Linked DNA regions of Mus musculus: region 2 is linked to region 1. The links are chromatin contacts, called in public promoter capture Hi-C maps. All regions are on one chromosome and are shown on one strand. The core of a region is the stretch at or near the end of the contact, and the rest is flanking DNA. Distances in the headings are between cores, read along the strand shown.

Region 1 (5,018 bases), core at 855-3,354:
CTGTTCACACAACCAACTAGAGGAACCAGCCTAGATATGCACTAACAGATGTGTAAGAAAAGTTTCTCTCTCTCACTCTCTCTCTCTCTCTCACACACACACACACGAGAGAGAGAGAGAGAGAGAGAGAGAGAGAGAGAGAGAATTTCATTCTGAACTGATAAGGCATGCAATCATGTCATTTTCAGGCAAACACATAGAACTGGAGATGATCATGTTAAGTGACATGATGCAGACTAAGAATGACAACCATCATGCTTCCCTCCCAAATGTGAAATCTAGATATGAATATATGAATATGTAAGTACACCACACACATGCATACACACACAGCATATACACACAGATCACACACACATACATACTACATGTACACACCCCACAGACACACGCATGTACACACACACACACACCATACACACACACTGGAAGGCCAGAGAAGCTGTTTCTGGTGTCAGTAAAGGATGGAAGCTGTAGCAATGTCAAGAGAGTAGACGCATTCACCAGCAAGGGGCAAAGGCAAGCAGGCAAAGAGAGCTAGCCCCTTCCCCACAACCTCATATCTGGGCTGCTGACCAGGAGATGCCACCCTTGGGAGGAGTCTCTTCTCAGCTAATCCTTCCAGGATACACCTATACAGCCTCCCAGAGCATTGACTTTTGGTTGATTCCATATCCAATAACATTGACAATCAGTATTAACCATCACAGAAGGCTTGGGGGAAGGAAGAGAAGTAGTGAGAGTAGGGAACAGGGAATGGGGCATGTGAAAAAAATAGTGGTATACATGTTTGAAAGTCATAGGCCCCTTTGGACAGGGATAGTGTGAGGACAAGGTGTAGCTATGAGTGTCTCCTTGTTTCAGTTTTGTCAGGATTCGCCACTGGAGGATTAAGATTTAATAAGGCCTACTAGATTAGGATTTTAGTTGTTGCGCCCAGCTACTGAGTTACCGTTGTTTCTGTACAACAACAACGAAAGAAAGAAAAATCATAGCACGTTATTCTGTATACTAAGAAAATATTTTGTACCCAGGTGATAATCCATGCATTAAAAGAACCCAGATTGTGTTTTGTTTTGTTCTGTGTGTGTGTTGTATCTGTATGTGTACAGGTGCAGTAAGGGGCCAAAGGAAGACAACCAATTCCCTGGAGTTACAGGAGGTTGTGAGCTGCCAGTTTAGAAGAGGAGCAAATGCTCTCAAATCTGCCTGTCTGTCTGTCTACCTATCTATCTTATCATTTTTTTTTTTTGAGACAGGGTTTATATAGCCCTGGTTGTCCTAGAACTCAGGGATCCTCCTGCCTTGCCCCCCCAAACCAAGTGCTGGGATTAAAGGTGTGCGCCACCACCGCCCGGCTTAAATGTACTTTTTAAAGTGTATGCACGTGCACTTGTGTGTGTGTGCATGTATATATGGTACCACTGGAAGCCAGAAGGTGGTGTTGGACCCTCTGGAACTGGAGTTATAAGCTAGTCTTATTTGGGAGCAGTTTGCTCGTTCTGGGTAGGTGGTCCTGGGTGCTATAAGAAAGCAGATATCTGGCTGAGCAGGATTTGAGGAGCAAGCAAGCCAGTAAGCAGCACTCCTCCATGGCCTCTGCGTCAGCTCCTGCCTCCAGGTTCCCACCCTGATTTCTTTGGATGATGGACTACAGACTGGAAGATGAAACAAACCCTTTCCTGCCTAAGCCGCTTTGGGTCTTGATGTTTCATCACAGTGACAGAAACCCAAATACAACACTGAATCAATAAAATGGCCCAAGAGATCTATGCAGTAGGAAATCTGAAGGCAGGACTGGCACTTGAGAGGCTGTGACAGCAGCAATGGGCATTTGACTCCAGGGTTAGAAAACAGGACAGCACAGTGGCTCAGAACAGCAGGGATTTTATCGTTATAACTCTTCACATTCTAAAATAAGGCTGGGCTCCCAGCTCCTGGAAGGTGACTTTTAAGTTCTTAGAATTCTCTGTCTGATAGGAGTGTTTCTGTTTTCCTGGGGCTTTCGGGTATGGCAGGTAGCCTAAGTTAACAACATGATTTATGGTGAGGACGCGGTTAGTATCGGCTTGATACTTGAAGGCCATCGACCCAGGCAGTTAGCCAGGCCCATGTGACTGATGTACTAAGGCCTCCTGTTGGCAAAACTCAGAAAACACTGCTGGGTGGATGGAAGGCTCTTTTCGTGACTTCACGGAAAACCCAAACCCCTAGAACCTTGCTCCTGACATCATCTCTGGCTTATGTGGCTTTGAGAGGTTGACACTGGGGTTTCCTACACAGCCTTGGCTGGCCTTGAACTCTTCTTGCCTCTTCAGTCTCTAGAGTGCTGGGTTTACATATGCATGAACCACTATGCCAGGCCCCTCACGTGCCTTGTCAGTTGCTGAGTTTACCTTATTCTTTTCCTGAAAAACGGCATAACTATGAGCATGAAGCTTCCTGCTAGTAAACCTCTGTACCTGAAGATCATCTTGGGGGAAACAAAACACAGATGCAAAAAGTCACCATGGTGGGTTCATTCTCCAAGTGAATGACTCCTCCCATCTCCATCTCTCTACACACAGCATCCCAACCTGGGCAAGACTGAAGATACATGGCTATTTCAGATACAGTAAGTATTTGAAACATTTTCTCCTGTGAAGGAATAAATTTGGCAGCTTTGGTAATTTTGTAGGTTTTTTTTTTCTATTTTTTAATTTGATAAATCTTGTCCTTGGATTCCTTTACAAATCTCTGCACATAAACTTTTCTTCTTAAATTATTTAGCTTCTGACTAGTACACACACACACACACACACACACACATACACGGTAGATCTGGTAGATCTGAGTGTCCTGAGAGCCTTGTGACACACTGGGACATCGTGCTGTCATCTATAAAGTCTGCAGCTGAGGATTATTTGTTTAAGGTACAATAGCCTACTCACACGCTAAAGTCACAGCATGTGTTCATCAGACAGAAGATTAACAGGACACAGTTGAGAAAACCCAGTGCTCTGAGAACCCTGGGGCAGCTGATACCGCTTTCTAGGAAGAACTTCTTTCTTCTAATCTGCTGGATTTCTCAGCTCTATGTTTGCGGCTTGGCTCGCTTCTGGGAAGACTAAAGTCTTCCGCATATATCACATCTCTGAAAAATTTTTTTTTTTTTTTGGTTTTTTGAGATAGGGTTTCTCTGTGTAGCCCTCGCTGGCCTGGAACTCACTTTGTAGACCAGGCTGACCTCAAACTCAGAAATCCACCTGCCTCTGCCTCCCGAGTGCTGGGATTAAAGGCATGCGCCACCACGCCCGGCCTGAAAAATATTTTAGGGCCAGTAAAGATACTTTTGCTAATAAGTCAAAAAATCATACGCATTCTATAGGTTTCTCGGGAGAAATTTAAATTCTAAGTGGGTTTCCTGTGTACCAACACAACTTATATTTTAAGTAATGCAAACAGTGACGAGACGTGGAAAGCTTTCAAGCCGCCAGGATATTTTTGGATGACTGCCCTGTAAACATCGGTCCTGTATTTCAGGCAAGGAATGATTCACATTCTGTACTTGCTCAGTAATAGGTTTTTCAAAGAAGTGCCCTACAATTCAGTGTACACTGAACTTTACGGCGAACCAGCAGGAAACAGTACTTCCAAAGTTCTCTAGAGTCTGATTTCATGTCATCAGATCTAGTAGTCTGGTCAATACTATGTTATTAATTAGTTATTTAGTTATTTATAGCTACTTCGTTATGATCAGAAGGTCTGTCTTATAAGTCTCCTCTCTTAAAGGCTAAGATCTCTTAAAAGCACCTTTTAGCTGGGTGGTGGCGGCGCACGCCTTTACTCCCAGCACTTGGGAGGCAGAGGCAGGTGGATTTCTGAGTTCCAGGCCAGCCTGGTCTACAGAGTTCCAGGACAGCCAGGGCTACACAGAAAAACCCTGTCTCGAAAAAAAAACAAAAACCAAACAAACAAACCAAACAAACAAAAAAACAAACAAAAAACCCCAACAACAACAACAAAAGCACCTTTTAATGTCTATTTCGTGTGTGTTTGTGTGTGTGTGTGTGTGTGCTCTCGCGCATGAGCATAAGCACTGGTGGAGGTCAGAGGTTGAACTCAGGTCACCAGGCACAGTGACCTCTCTACCTGGTGAGCCATGTCACCAGCCCAGATCTTTATCTTTAACCGTTTAAGTAACCTTAGCGTGACTAATTGCTTCTAAGTGGGGAGAATTCTAATGAGTGCCATTCTTTCGATCACTTCTCTACAGCGGTTCTTCCTGTCTGACCACAGCTCAGAACAAAGTTGTTGTGACCACAAAGAAACAGAAATCTGTAGCATGGAACCACAGGCACAGCATGAAAATGTAGAATTAAAAGCCACAGAAACACAAGCTCCCCCTCAGGAGATACTTAGCAAAGGGGTTTTTTTTTGTTTGTTTGTTTTTTGTTTTTGTTCTTTTTTTTCTTTTAGGAAAACCATGTCTCTACTCTTACTACCTATTATAAAATTGCAAGCAAGCAGACATCCCGGCAAAGTGTCATGCCTGTCAGGACTGCCACATGGATGCCACTGCAGGCTTTATGTATGACGTTGCTGATTGCTGCTCTCTTACCCACTTCAGACTGCAGACAGGCATAGGACAAGTCTCATCTTCTCAGGGATTATAACTGTCCCCCAGAAAGGTCCACAGCAGGGTGGAGTAATGAGGTCACTTGTTGAATGATTTGGGTTGAATTTATTCGTCTACATTAGAAAAGCAATCTTTCCCTGGTGTAGGTCAGCCAGTGTTTCAAAGTGACATGAAAACCAATAAATCCAAGGGTATTGGTTAAAATGGGCATCCATCTGCAAAACACACCAAATGGATTCACAATGGCACGTGTGTGCTAACCAATAGATTGCTCCAGGCACAGAGGGAATCTGGAAGCATTTAGTGGCTTTCAAACGCATTCTCACTGAATGCTTATGGAGAGCTAACTTTTACTTCTTCTTTTTTTTTTTTTTTTTTTAAGATTTATTTATTATTATAT
Region 2 (5,789 bases), core at 2,196-4,695, 230 kb after region 1:
CCTCCCAGGAACAGCAGCCCAAGAGTGGTCCCACCCACAGTGTGCTGGGCCATCCCACACCAATCATCAACTAAGAAAAAAGCAGCCCAGGCTTGCCCACAGCCCAGTCTGAGGGAGGCAGTGCCTCAGATGAGGTTCTCTCTTGCTAGTTGACCCTAGCTTGTGTCAAGTTGCCAAAAATAAAACCAGAACTAACCTGCCCACAGGCTTAATAGACACACATGAACCAAGTCACTGAACATGAAAACTTCCATTGTTGCCATCTGAACAAAGCTTTTCCTGCTCTCATCCTAGACGGCAAGTTCCTACTCCGTTTCGCATCCCGTGTTAGTGTTCCCTGGAGGGGCTCTCCCAACCCTAAGGGGAAACATTAAAGAGACAGCAAAGACATCGTAAGTGATCTAAAATGCTGTCAGGGGCATCTAACAAACAGCTCGTTGGTCTTGCTCGGTCACTGTCAGGACCAAGCCATTCACTCCCCTCTCGGGCCCAGGTGCCTCCTCTACCTCTCACTATTCAGCTTCCAGGAACGTTTATCCCAGAGCCTGTGACTTCATCTGGGCAGACCAAGGGCTGCTTTTTCTAACCCACCCCCCAAGTCCTTAACACATCTAAATATCTTTGGTTCTAACGTCTATGTGGGTCATGGCGTGACGAAGAAGATTCAGTTTGAAGTGGCTTCAGGAAAGGAAGAGTTAATACTGTCACAATGCCTCTCTCCCTGCTGGATGGAAAAGGGAGGGGGTGGTTCCTGGCAGTAGCAGTGCCAACTGAAGGATGGCATGCGAGATCAACAAACGGGGACGACAGATTGCGCCGTTTGCAGCACCCAGCTCCCACCACCTGCTCCCCTCACTGTTTCTGTCCTTTGACTGTGGCGTCTTTTCTTCCCACCTCTTGAAAATATGTTTTCCAGGGAGCCAGGAGCACAAAATAGGCCAAAACAGAAGCAGTCTCGTGGAAGGCTGTTCCTGCACCTGCGCTTGCGTGGCTCAGCCACAGTCCTGAGACTGGAAGCTAGGGAAGGGTCTCTGTGAGACCATAGCCTCATTTTAAGTGGCCTGCGCTCTCATTCCTGCCCTGAAGAGTCTCCCCCCACCACCAAACCAGAGCTGCACAGAGGTTATCTACTGCTGCCCTGACCAACCCACCTGAAGTATACAAAGTAGTTCTTAGCTAACAAGACAAATCCCATAAACCCTTATAGAGAATATCACAAGAAAGTCAGGTGTAATGCCACTCGCCTTTCATCCCAGCACTTGGGAGACAGAGGCAGGAGGATCTCAGAGTTCGGGGCCAGTCTGCTCTACATAGTGAGTTCCAGGACAGCCAAAGCTACAAGTGAAACCTTATCTCGAAAAACAACAACAAAAAAAAAAACAAAAACAAAAAACCCAACAAAATACATCGCGAATGACAAATGACCAGGTTCACAGACCCGCAATCTCACCATAGAAGCAGTTCCTTCAACACATGGCTCTCCGTCTCTTACTCTTCCCCAGTCCCTGAGAACAGCACTCCACTCTCACAATATTTTTTTAAACCAACACATCGGTGCACACTCACACAATGACATGGTTTTGAAATAACAAAATGAAAAGGGATCTGGAGAGGCTTTCAACGTCCCTGAGAAGGCAGAGTAACCAGTTCATACGGACTTCCTAGTTTTGCTGAAAATGGAATGATCAGCAGCTATAGCCAACCAGAACACAGACCAGCAGCACACTCCCGTAAGAAGCCGACCTTCCTCTAGGAAGCCAGCCATGTCCTCCTCCTGGCAGCATGGTACGCCCTAACAGACATGCACTTTGCTAAGACATCATGGGCCCCACAAGTTGTAAATAAATGGCTTTAACTATGGAAGGACACAGAAGAGGACACTGTTATACAGAATGGTCTGTGACCAGCTCCAGGGCATTAGCAACAGCAGGAGCTACTATGGGAGCTACCTTCTTCCATCTGAGGGATATTGGCCTAAAGCCAACAAGAGATTGCCACCCCCACCCTGACGTACGGAAACTGAGGCTTCTGGAGACTGAAGGACACGGTGAGGGGCACTCAGGGCCTGTCTGAGCATGCTAATGCACTTCAATACCTCATTCCCAACTACCCTCAACCTCCAATGTCCCACAGACTTGAGGCATTTTTCAGGGGGCGGGGGTTTAAGACAGGGTCTCTCCACATAGCCCTGTATGGCTGCAAACTCACAGAGATCTGCCTGTTTCTGCCTTCTGAGTACTGGGATTAAAGGCCTGCACCGGGCATCTTTGACCCTTCACCAACCTCTCAAACTGGTTGCCTCACTTCTCTTGTGAAAGGCGCCCCTGGTGGCCGGTCTGTGCACTGCAGGAGGAGACTTGGAATCTCTTCATCTCAGGAGCAGAGCAATCTCCTCTGCTCAAAAGCATCCACTGCCTGTCCCCTCACCCTAAGGAGCATCCAACTCAGCCATCTGCCCCGTGTGACTGATAGTGCTTTACCACCCACAGGCAGCCAGAGTGGACACATGATTCTCACACGGCACCCTAAAATAGTCCCCGTGCATGATGCTGACCACAGGCAAAGGACTGATGTCAAGCTGTCACAGAAGGAATAAACTATGTTCCACAGACTCCTCATACTTAGGAGACAACTCCTATCCAGCCTAGGAAAACATTTTAGAAGGACCTTTAAGAATTAAGTTAAAGGGGGTTGAAAATTTAACACTCCCCATGCCCTTAACCAGAAAATTAATCAAGACACCCTGTTTTAAACTGGCTAAAACTGCCTGCATCTTAGAGTTGAGTTAGGATTTCCAGTTTGCTTTATCCGACTTTCCACCCTTAAATAAAACCTAAACATTTGAGTTTACAGGTGGCTAAAGAATAAAAGTCACCAAAGGCAGGCTGCAGACTTCTGAGAAAATACTGATTTACCTATCCTATCAGCACTGGCGGCGGGTTGACGGTTAGCCTGAGAGAATACATATTCATTCATTCATATATATATATATATATATATATATATATATATATAATCAGACCAATCTGAGAGACCACAGACTCAAAACTGCAGACCTAAGCAGACCATTCTGAAGGCAGAGATGACCACCTACCCACCCATCCAACTGCCAACCCAGCCACCCTATCAGCAATTATTCACTGAGTACCCACACTCCACACCTCTGAATGTGGCTCCCCCTCAAAAACACCAGGGCAACAGTTAGACTTTTACTGCGATGGGTTCTTTTTTAAGGCACAGACATAAAGGCATTTGGGCTCTGAGCTGAGTGGGGGAAGAGCCCGTTCCACAAGGACAAAAACAGTGGGAGCTGGAAAGAATGAGCAAGCTTCGGCCCACTGAGCCTGCCCGGTCAGGGGTGCAGAACGAGGGCAAGGCTGAACAAGGAGCTCACTCAGCCAAATGCTCTCACTTGCTCGCCTGCCTGCTCGCTCGCCCAGCACCGCTGGGAATGTGCCTGCAGAGAGGCTGGGAAGGCAGCCAAAGGGCACACTCCTGCCAGGGAGGAGGCAGAGAGCCAGTGGAAGCAAGTTGCCACACAAAGACACCAGGGGAAAGGGGTGGAGGGCTCTTCCTAACCAATCCAGCACAGTTGCTAAGAGGATGTGAGGAAGGGAGGGTGGGTTATCTCTGCGCGGCTAAATGCCTGGCCCAAGTTAGAAACATGGGGAGGGTGGGACGCTCTGCTTGCCGCCCCATCTCCAGCCATTCCAGGTCTCTCTCTTCCTGCAACAGGATGTCGGAGCTGTCCAAATCAGAGCTCATGCTGCATGCCTGGCTGGAGGGGTGGCTCACCCTCCAGGTCTGAGTGGAACTATGCAGAACAAGAGGCTGACTTTAAAAATACAGCACAAGAAGGGCCAGTCTGGTGATGCCGGACCCTGCTTGCCAAGCTTTGCCTGTCATCCCGCCGCATTTAGTAGCTCTGTTTAGAAAAGGAGAAAGAAAGAAATCTGCCCTGTCCAAAAGTGGGAGAGCTGGAGAGGCGGAGGAGGATCCGTGGTGACGGGGCGGCTAATGTAGATAAGGATTGTTCTTTGTGAACTTCGTGTGACCTTTGTAAAAGGCTGCCCCTTACATAAGTCTTATTTCAGGCATTTTCTACCAGAGTTCTTGCCCAGTAGATATTTACAGAAGAGATGGGGAAAATCCCTTTATGTTCTTCCAAAATTCAAACCCACACATACTGTGATGGGCTTCTAAATGTAGTAGTGCTGACATCAGAGGCACCTCAGAAGCTAGCCCTGCCTCAGCACCACAGCTTGCTCCTTCTCCCTTATTAAGCCCATCTGTTTGCACATTTGGTTTGTACCAAATGCAATTTACACCATAAAGCAGACAATATGTGCCTAGTGCTTAAATGAGATCTACCATTTAATTGGATCTTGATAGGAATTCTTACCTAAACTGGAAAGTGTGGCTTTGAATGGAGTTGATGGCAACTGTTTTCTGTCTCAGTTTTGTGCCCATTGAGACCTGAGCTACAGATTGTCTTAGCACTTGTACATAAGTTGAGAACTCGCTTGTTGCCCCTGTGGAAGTCTATTCTGAAAACTTCTGTAGAGCCCCACCCCCACCCCTGCCCACACCCCCAGAGAAATACCACATACAAACTCAGCTCACTTCACCCAGGGCTGGGAGTAAGATTTGTTGTCAACAGAAATAACACACCACTCTCAAACATGTCTGCTGCAAACTTACGAAGTTCAGATGTGGCTAAACACACATTTACACACATCTGTGCTCTTTCAAAGGGAAAATCTACAGGAACATTGGACCGTTTTAATGACATTTAATGTGCTTGTCTCATGCAACAAATCAAGAGCTGGGGGCTTGGCTAGCTAACTGTGGTCCATGAGATTTCCCCCCGGGCAGGTCCTTCTGAAGGTCCCAAGGGCCCCACCTCATTCCTCCCTCATGGGCTACTCTGATTGGTGCTGCATGCCTGCCAAGGATGGCAGCTGGTCCCAGGACAACTTGTTTTGACAAAAGTCTGGCAGAGAACATTGGGAGAAGAGTCTAACACAACGTAACATAACATCTTGTTTTCCCTGAGAAATTGTCTCTGTAGCTAGGGAGAGCTCAGTGGGAGAGCACATGTTTAATGTGACACCAACCCCCCTTCCACCTCCACGGGCACACACTTACACACACACACACACACACACACAGAGAGAGAGAGAGAGAGAGAGAGAGACAGAGAGACAGAGAGACAGAGACAGAGAGACAGAGAGACAGAAAGACAGAGACACAGAGACAGAGACACAGAGAGAGACAGAGACACAAACACAGACACAGAGATAGAGACAGAGACAGAGAGCAAACAGGTCAAAAATTGTCAGCTGCCCAAGCAAAAGCAAGGAGGCAGCCCAACATTCACTGGAGAAGCTCATAGCTGGTCTTGGCTGGTCTTGTCAGTTGTTCCCTTCTTTAACATGCTTACCCTACGTCATGGTGACCTGAGTTAGCACTTGAGACCCCTGGAGGTTCATCTCAAAGTCACTTCATACACACTGAAGGACGCGTCTTAGGGAACCACCTCATTTGTGTTACAGGTTCTCCCAGCTGCAGCTCAGCACAAGCTCGGGCAGGAGTTTCTTAGAGACGGACTCTCGGGTCCCACCCCAGACCTCAGCCAGAACCAGCCAGGGTGAGGCCCAGCAACCTGCATCCCCAAAGCTTCCCGAGAGATTCATTCCAGTGTGGAGCCTGGGATTAAACTGAGAAACCTCTGTTGTCCTTTTTATTGTATGGCTTTACAAAAACACACAAATTCGTATTCCTCCTGG

The links. Promoter capture Hi-C pulls out the DNA fragments that hold promoters and counts their contacts.
Region 2: a promoter capture Hi-C map of liver shows a contact between it and region 1, with 2.3 times the contacts expected there. The contact joins two enhancer-like sites. A contact is called at or near these places in 2 of 39 promoter capture datasets (liver and pre-B cells), 1 of 115 datasets of contacts at active chromatin or transcription factors (stem cell-derived neural progenitor cells) and 2 of 9 other capture datasets (adipose tissue and embryonic stem cells).

Annotation. Positions count from the first base shown.
Region 1 is chr10:41,707,472-41,712,489 of GRCm38.p6, forward strand. The region is part of intron 1 of Ccdc162 (coiled-coil domain containing 162); the gene reads right to left. Among named protein-coding and RNA genes, the nearest start is that of Ccdc162, 6.5 kb to the right of the region's middle. Within about 2 kb of position 2,105, at least 10 of the 459 cell types and tissues checked have an H3K27ac peak or open chromatin away from gene starts, as enhancers often do. A contact at or near this core is called in liver, where this site is marked.
Region 2 is chr10:41,931,351-41,937,139 of GRCm38.p6, forward strand. The region is part of intron 12 of Armc2 (armadillo repeat containing 2); the gene reads right to left. Among named protein-coding and RNA genes, the nearest start is that of Gm33058, 25 kb to the right of the region's middle. Within about 2 kb of position 3,446, at least 158 of the 459 cell types and tissues checked have an H3K27ac peak or open chromatin away from gene starts, as enhancers often do. A contact at or near this core is called in liver, where this site is marked.